Regions from separate parts of the Urocitellus parryii genome. Here region 1 is linked to region 2. The links are chromatin contacts, called in public Hi-C maps. All regions are on one chromosome and are shown on one strand. Each heading gives the region's core, a stretch centred on a gene start, on an enhancer-like site or on the middle of the called end of the contact. The rest is flanking DNA. Distances are from core to core; before and after follow the strand shown. Region 1 holds the start of Fbxo15 (F-box protein 15). Region 2 holds the start of LOC113182685 (cytosolic non-specific dipeptidase).

Region 1 (4,307 bases), core at 1,318-3,817, 260 kb after region 2:
TAATAAAAATGGGATACCTGTGGCCTTGCCCAGGATTTGCTTACTTTCTCACTCTCTGTAATGTAGCCAGTGGCTATCATATTGGATAACACAGATATAAAACATTTCCATTATTGCACAAAGTTTTATTTGGACAATGGTGTTTCACACATTCAGCAAAATCACCTGTTTGGCTGTTATGTAGATGCCATTTTGTTGGAGCCAATAAGTAGTAAGTGGCAAGTGTACTGGAAAATTTGGTAAGATCTGTGCTTCATGTGTGAATGATGGGCCTGACAAAGGCCTAAACAAACAAACAAAAAATTGTTAGATTCAGAGGCTCACTAACCATATCAATGAGACCTGCAGGAGGTACTGTCTCAGACATGCCATGCCATTCCATCCCATGAAAAAAAGGGCAAATTCTTGCATTCTACACTGTGACTGCAATGCATGGCAGGTCTTTTTGCATTTTGGAGGCAGTGTATTCCACACTTGAAAATACTGCTCCCATTCATTCGCTGAGTAACAAGAAGTGCTGTCACCTTTGGATGGGATCCACATCAAGAAAGGATTCTATGGCAGGTCCAGTCTGTAGTGCAAGCAACACTGCCCCTTGAGCCAGAGTAACTGATACATATGCATACCTTTATCTTTCATTTCTGCATATCAGTTTTTTTGTGTGTGTGCTAAACTGCTATCCTAAACAAAAGATTATATTTTTAGCATGTTCAGCAGATTACAAAACAATTGGCAGGATACCAATTTTTGTTAAAAATCAGAAATATTAACTGAAATAACACAAATTATATCTAAACAATTGTTTTATCTGCGACATATAATTATGAGTGCCTGAATTGCTTTCTGTGCCTTTCATTCTTTCTACCACATACTTGTGAAATGAAGAACACAACAATAAGAAAAAAATTAAACTTAAAATACCTGTTAAAATACCTTTGACTTTCCCGACTAAATTACATTTCATCTTTCCTGCTTGTATGTTCTATTACTGCACCTAATGTGTGAGGGCAAGGGATGTTCTGGATGTCTTTCATTTTGTAGTCTACAAAGTGTAGCTCAGTATCTGGGAACAGCATCAATTATTCCATGAAGTGATTACTGAGTTTTTCCTATTGGTTGTAACTTGATAATCTCTCTCTCTTCAATCTATCCTATCCAATTTCTCTTTCTCATAGGCATTGAAACACATGCTGAGAAAAATCTCCTAGACAGTATGCAACAAAATGATCAAATTCAAGATCAACTTCCATATATCTAAATTCGAATTTTTGAAACCTGGTCCTAAACAGTTTAACGGTTCTTCCGTTGAATCGTTTTCCCCTCCTTAGGTGTAAACTTGGTAGAAGGACATGGTCAGCTCTTGTCAGGTTGACTGGAAGGCAAGTACCGCCTTTACCTTTCTGGGAGGTTGAGACTGCGGTTTCCGCTCTCGGATCTCTGTGCACCGACACTTGCTTGCGGCGGTCCTCCTGTGCGTTGCAGGGGCTCGGTCCCTGTGTCCAGATCGTTTTCTGGACGAGTCCAAGAACAGATCTAGGTTGCGCCGTTTTCTTCGGCTCTCGCAAGCCCCACCTCAAACTGGGCTGAGTCTTCAAGGCAGCCCTGTGAAGCCCACGGTCTGGCAGCAACAGCCGCTTCCCCGAGGACCTGTGCAGCCTCTCCGCGTACTGCAGAGCTCTTAGGACAGTACAGATCATGTTCACAGAAAGCCGTCCCGCTCAGGGACGCCACGAAGCAGCAAAGCTTCGCAATCCACGACACGACTGGCCGGCCACGCACAAATCCACACCTTCACGTTCCACGGCGTTCGCCTCCCTCCCGGCCTCCAACTTGCTGGAGAGCGCCCTGACCCTTCCGCGCTGACATTCACGCCCTACTGCTCCGCAGAGCAGCCTGGGAAACCCCTGGGTGTCTGGGAATGGCAGTTCCCGGACCGTGCTGCACACTGGGGGGCCACGCGAGGGCCGCGGCAAGCACTGCATCTCCCACAATGCAAGGCGGCCAAGCGCGTTGTCCCTCTCCGCGCCTCCCAGAGGCCTCTGCGCGTATGGCCACGCATGCGCCGCGCATCATCCGGCGGCAGGGGGAGGGGCCGCAGGAACTTGTGCCTCAGTCCTGGTAGGTCCAGCAGAGGTTGCAAGAATCAAATAAGCAGATGTAAACTGTGTGTTCTCCTGATCGTTCTGGAGAAGGCTGTGTTAACTGGAGAATCCTTCGCCTCATGGTGGCCCATTTGAACTTATTGGCAAATAATTTCATTTCTGTGTTTTTTTCTCAAGAAAACCAGACAACAGCCAAGTGAAAATGAACAGGGATGCCAAAAAGCAGGCAAAGGTGTCGTAAAGTCCCAGCGGCGGACTTGACGCCTGGCGTCCTGGGCATCAGAACGACGGGGGCCTGGGAAAGAAGCCAGCCCCGAAGCGTCTAGAACTCCCATCTGGTAGCTAGGCGACAACGTCAGTAGCGCCAGTGTACGCACGCGCGAAGGCGGCCGCGCTTCTGCGCGTGCGCAGAGCCTAGGTGCTCTCCGAAGCGTCGCGCCGCTGGGCGGGCCCCACCAGGTCTCCATGGCGACCGGACGCGGGCGGATCCTGAGGCAGCACTGGCTTGGCCTCCAGGCGCAGCGCGGGCCCCTCCAGGGTGGCGGCTGGCCGCGGGGCAGCGCGGGGCCGGTCGCGTGGCGTGCCGGGGCCACCGGGTTCAGGTGACTGTGGGGTCCACTGGCGTGTCTACCCCACCCGTGAACCCTTGGCGGACGTCCCCGCCTGCTGCTCTCGAGCGAGTGCTTTTATTGGTCGGACGTCGCCACGTGACTGGTGGCGCGCTTTTTTTTTTTTTTTTTAAACGCGGGAAAGGGTGCAGGACGGTAGAAAGGTCCCCTCACCCTGGAAAAGTGGGTTTCCTACTCTTTGGTACTTCCCGGGAAGAGCCCAGCGCTGCCCGCGCGGCAGGCTCTGCCAGTGTCTGCAGGAGTCTGGGGCGGGAATCACCCCTTGCCCTAGGTGTGGGCCAGGAGGGGCAACCCCGGGACCTCCCCGGGGCTGACCTGCTGGCGGCTGGGCGCCGTCGCTCCCCGGCACGGTCCTCTGGTGGAGGCTGGTCGGGGAGGCGCTGCGCCGCCGCCGCGGGCCAGGTCGCCAGTTCCACACAGGACCCTGCCCTGCCGCCGCCTCTCTTAGGCTTGCGGACCCAGGGAGGCCTCTCTGCAGTGTGGGGGGCCGGGGGGCCGGGCTGGGAGAGGGAGGCGCCGCCCTCCAGCCGAATCCGGTTTGACCCTAGGAGGGGACTCGATCCGGGAGGTCCCGAGCGCCTGCGCGCTGCTGAGGCACCGCACTGCCTCCCGGTTTCCTCGCCGGCTGTGTCTGGCCCTGCCCCCGTTATTCTGTGCAGGAATAATGCTAGGATCCTACGTTCTTGAGGATTCCCTGTTCCCAAGGCTGTTGGGCTACGGAGCGAAAGGCCAATTGTCTTGAAGCCTTCGATGTTACCTCAAGTCCCCCCCCCCCTCCCCTGGCTGGAGGAGTGCTTCTGTCCTCCCTGGTCTCCGCTACTCCGCGTCGCACAGCCCGGTTCTTCAGTGCCACGACCGCAGTTCTTGTTTGAAAGGCTATAGTGCTGGATAAAGCGCAACCCTGTGGCAAACCAAAGGTCACAGTGCTTGCAAAAGTTATTACGCAGAACAGAAAAACTGGCTTTTCAGTAGGAAAGTTAAGCTTTAAGTCAGTTTGCCTCAATTACTAAAATTAGTTTTTATGTAGTGCTCTGTTGGGGGAAGCAGAATGACTTTTATATGATGAATCTTTTCTTTGTAAGTTGAGTGAACTTCCTGGTGGAATGATGTTCACTTCAGTGCCAGTCATTATGCCTGGCATGGGAAACTGCATTTCAGCCTGTGGTGTGAACATGTATAGATGCTACTTGGTAAATGGAAGTCAGCTGCTAAAAATAGAATAACTCTGGTTTGAGAAGCTACTTTTAAAAAGTGCATTATAGTTTAACACAGTTGTGGAGTTCATTTTGACATATGAATGGCATTTAATACAATTTGGTGCTGTTTATATCCCCAGTACTACCCCCTTATATGTCTTCTCCCTCCTGATCCCCTACCTCTATTCTGTTGGTCTTCCTTCTATTTATTTTTTAACCCGTGCATTACAGTTATACATAAAGTGGAATTCATGATGATATACTCATACAAGCATATAGAATACTTTCTTTCCACAGTTCTTGCCCTTTTCCAACCCTCCTCCCTCAGTCCCCTTTCTCTACTCCAATGTTCTGCTTTCTGTTTTCATGAGGTCCCCCTT
Region 2 (4,525 bases), core at 593-3,092:
GCACACTGACACACTGTTATTGAACAGCATATATTCTTGGTATAGGGCTCTAGGGCTGTTGTAAATAGGTGACTGACTTGATCCGTGTGACATGAAGTGTGGCAGCCGCACAGCAGACTGAGGAAGGTTCTCCAGCTGCACAGTAGGGCAGATGTGCTTTCTATATGGGTAGGAGATCACACCACGAAGCTCTCAATGTCCTTTTCCCCTTCTTCCTCACAGACACTAGCAAGAAAGCATGATTATTTCCATACTCTGGGCCAACTCGTAATGCCCCAGCTTAGGCATTCATGGGAAAGAGTCTCAAGTAGAACAAAGTCCATGAATGCTGCTGAGGCATCTTTATGAGTGTTAATGAGTCAAATTTCAGCCATCTGTCACCAGAAAATGCACACAGAGAAGCCACCTATTTACATGAGATGAAATCTTGTTCAGCCAGACCATATCCTACACTGGGTGCTTTTCCTTTGAGTTTCTGGTCACTAAATACCACAAATTCCAAACTCACTGTGGAATCATCTCATTAGTATTGTTTTTTTTTTTAGTCAATTAACTAATGGCTTTCTAAAGCACTCAAAGATGTAATTGTCTAAGCTGTGCCTCTTGGCCAAGAGTAAACAGATACAGATTGTTCAGTTACCACAAGGACTGCTCAAAGCACCTCCCCTATATTAACTGTCAGAAAGCAGAGCAGGTTGGGCAGGTTCCGATTTTTGGTCTCCCACTCAGTACTTGACTTCTGTTTCACCTCCACTAACACCAAAGCCACTAAATGGAACCACTTTTATGTGACTTGATGAAACTCACTAAGGTAAACGCAGTATGTAGGAAAGAACAAAAGCAATATATTATCCCTCCAAATATATGACAGGCTTCCTCCCCTCTAAAAATATAAAGTTCATGGGGAGCAACATTTAAATAGAGGCTGCTAAGAGGGGAAGGAGAAATGATATGAACTAGGCAGCGATATACACAAATGATTCTTTTAATTCTGAGTGTCAATCTTTTTCCCCTGAGACCTCAAGGTATATGTTAGAGAACTACTACCCTCACTAAACCGCGGGTGGGGATCGATCTCCTATTTGCCTATTCTAGAATTTCATCCTAAACATATCACGAAACTACTTTTTGCCACTCCTCCCTGCCAACATCTGAGACAACACAGGCTATCCGGAACGGGTCCCAGGAGGGGTTCTCCTGATTTCGTTACCCAGAGTCTGAACCAGGCTGCCTCTCCAGAAGCCAACCACACTGGTGGCCCCCTCTGTGGGGCCCCGGGACTCAAGGGCATTAGTGCAGGGGACCAGGCACAGGCTTCATTTTACAGAGGAAACAGGTGATGGAGTAAGGGGCCTGCCACACCAGCGAGTTGGCGAGGGAATGTCCCCGCCGCTGGGGAATCCTCCGCCTCAAGCGCCAGGGCGAGCCAGGCCTGAGCGTGTCTGCAGAAGGCTGAGCACCACAGACCTCCCCAGGGCAGCACCAGCTGCACGCTGCTCCCCGCCACCCCACCTGCACCAGGTCGCCACGCAGGCCGGAGCCCGGGCGCGGTCGAGCAGGTCCCCTCACCCGCCCGGACGCTCGGCTGGCCCCTCGGGATGCGGCGCGAGAGGCCCCTTCCGATCCGCGACCCCGCTAGGGCCTCTACCGCCGACCGCGCTCGGGACAGCCGGGCTTCACCGGCTGCGGCCTGGGGCCCGACGCTCCCACACCAAGGAGTGCGACTCCTGCAGCTGCGCGAGCCCTCACGCCTGGGCGCCAGAGGCCCGGATCGCCCACCAGAGAAGGAAGGTCCAGCCAATGAGGCCCGCTCACCCAAGGCGCCGGTTCCGCACCACGTGTCCAAGGCCACGCCCTCAAGCGGCCCGCGCCCCACCCCGCCCGCCAATCCCCAGCCTCGTCCAGGACTGTCTTGCCCCGCCCCTCTCCACCCCCCGCCCACCAATCCTCGTCCTAGTCGAACTGTCTCGCCCCGCCCCTCCACATGCCCCGCCCACCAATCCCGGGCCTCGTCTTGCCCCGCCCCTCCTCCGCTAGCGCGCGGTGAGGGCGGGGCATAAAGTCTGCCGGGGCTGAATGGCGTGAAGGCCGGTCGCCCTGGAGCGCTGGCCCCGGGCGGTGGTCTAGAGCTGGGCTTCCCGGCTCTCGCCGGGGTTGGTCGGGGGTGTGGTGCTTCGACTGTGGGGTGCGAGAGGTCGTGTAGATCTTCAGTGCAGCTTTGAAGTCCGAAACTGAGGAACCTAGCTTGCGTTTTCTGAGTTCCCAGGCTTTGGACCTGATGTTTTCCACCGAGACCTGTGTTTGCACCGCTGTACCAGCAGAATCCAAGGAGTAGCATTCTGCAAGCCACACTTTCAAGTACATTCCAGTTTGAGATACTTGATTGCAACACATGCACTATCACCACTCCCAAGAGAAGTCTGTTTAAGTTTCACAATTCCAGGAATTCATGAAGAAAGCAAGCATACCCACCACGATTTGAGTATCTGCTGCTTCCCTTTTTAACCCTGGAAGTTGTTCCGCGGTCTGCTAATCTTTTTATAAGAGTATTCTCAAAAGAATTTTGCAAAGCTTGTACACCTTTCACATTTGGGGGCAGGTACAGAAATGTGCGTTTACAATTTTAATCATCATCTGATAAACAGTAGTTAATTATGAATCTCAATAAATATTAAGAAAGTGTAAGTTTTATTCTTAATGTAGAACGCTTTTTTTCCTGGAAATATGTTAATTATTACAAAGGAGAACTTTATAGATCCTATCCTGAAAAAGATGCCTATATGCTCCAGACCTCAATTAAGGAGGCATTCTCCAATGAGAGTTGAATTTGGACTTGCGCCTTTGTCTAGAACTTGAGAAGTTTTCCATGAGCTGGTAAAGGCACAGCAGCTACAACAATGCCTGGCTTTGAGTGAGGGCTCTGTAAGTGTTGCCTGTGCATCCTCTCTCAGGACAGTCTGTGACCAGGAGGAACAGCAGGGCTCTGCTCTGCTACCTGTGTGTTTCCTGGCCTGTCAATTCTAGGGGAAATCCCCCGTGGGATTTGAGAGCTGGAAAGTGATGCCCTTTAAACTCTGAGCCCTCCTGAGAAAGCCTGTGCCTTGGGTATCAGTCAGTCACAAGTCCACTGCCCTACACAACTGGTCAGTAAATGAGTTAGCATCTGAGTAGAGTGTGCTGCTTTGAATTTCCAGCAGGTGGCCCTGCACATCCATTTCATCTCTGGTAAAGGGTGCATTGCAGGTGGCTGCATAGCAATGAATCTGGCCTTAGTTGTCAGGAGATAGATAATATGTTTCTAGTCTTCTCTGCTGGATTTGGGAACAGGGACATTATGAGAGAAAACTAGGAGAGAAATATGGAGATGGGTGTTTTAGTTAACTCTTGTGTGGCTGTGACCAAAATACCTGACAAGAACAACTTAGAGGAAAGGTGTATTGGGGCTCAGGGTTTCAGAGGTCTCAGTCCATAGAAGGCCGACTTCCTTGGTCTGGCCCAAGATGAGGCAGTACATCATGGGGGAAGGTCCCAATGGAGGACGGAGGATCAGGAAGCAGAAAGAGAAGGAAGAAGGGGCCACAGGGAAGATAATCCTTTAGAGAAATCACCCCATTGACCCACCTCCTCCAGCCGTGTCCCATCTGCCTACAGTGACCATCTAGTCATTCAAACTAGAAAGGACTGATTAGATGACAAGTCTCACAATCCAGTCATTTCACCTCTGAACATTCCTGCAGAAACACAGGAGATCTGGGGGGACACCTAACATCCAAGCCATAACATAGGTGGCCAGGGGTTGGGTGCTTTGGAAAGGGGAATAATGAGAACTTAGGAAATGTAAGCATTATGGAACTTACGATTGATTATTAATCTATTCAAGCAACATTAGCTCAGGCTTCCAGTGGCTGCAATTTTCAGTTTCCAGCAGGAGATAGAGTTTAATCTCCAGAATCTGGTTGCGTTCTTATAAACCCCGTTTCACTCAACATGCCAACAATGGGAATAATCACCCTTCTGGAAAACGAAGAATTTTCCTGGGAACAGAAACCTCTTTGGAGACAGTAATTATTCTCCAGAAACCTTGATGCAGAGAAGTAGTTGGTGACTTTTTCAGAGAATAATTGCCAGATAGAGTGGAAGAAAGAAGGAAGCAGTATAAGGAGATTAGGAGGGACAACTGTAAAGGACTCCACACCACCCTAACCTTGGAGGCTGGTAAATTCTAGTCCTCCCATAGTTGGTCTCTAGGAGTCTCTGGCTCCATGTTGGTTTCCATGGGGTCAATTAATCCAAATGCTTCAGTTCCAAATGCTCCCAATTCCTCTTACCTGCAGGACTTCACTGGTATATTCCACAGGCCCTTTGTAAAACAGCACAGCTGGACCTTGGAGATACTGTGTGTTGGGTTCACCACAATAAAGTGAATATCACAATAATGCAAGTCATATAAAAATTTTGGTTTCCCAATGTATACAAGTTAGGTTTACAATGTTAAGAGTGCAATAGTATAAATTTTTTAAAAATG

Evidence for each region. A called contact is a pair of places that touch in the nucleus more often than the background predicts.
Region 1: a Hi-C map of liver shows a contact between it and region 2, with 3 times the contacts expected there. The contact joins the promoter of Fbxo15 here to the promoter of LOC113182685 in region 2. A contact is called at or near these places in 2 of 2 Hi-C or Micro-C datasets (liver and muscle).

Annotation. Positions count from the first base shown.
Region 1 is chr13:4,378,497-4,382,803 of mUroPar1.hap1, forward strand. It overlaps Fbxo15 (F-box protein 15), which reads left to right and starts at 2,568. Exons shown (of 10, transcript XM_026388695.2): 1 at 2,568-2,704. The coding sequence starts at 2,568. It overlaps Timm21 (translocase of inner mitochondrial membrane 21), which reads right to left and starts at 1,918. Exons shown (of 6, transcript XM_026388678.2): 1 at 1,397-1,918. The coding sequence starts at 1,697.
Region 2 is chr13:4,114,676-4,119,200 of mUroPar1.hap1, forward strand. It overlaps LOC113182685 (cytosolic non-specific dipeptidase), which reads right to left and starts at 1,843. Exons shown (of 12, transcript XM_026388690.2): 1 at 1,816-1,843.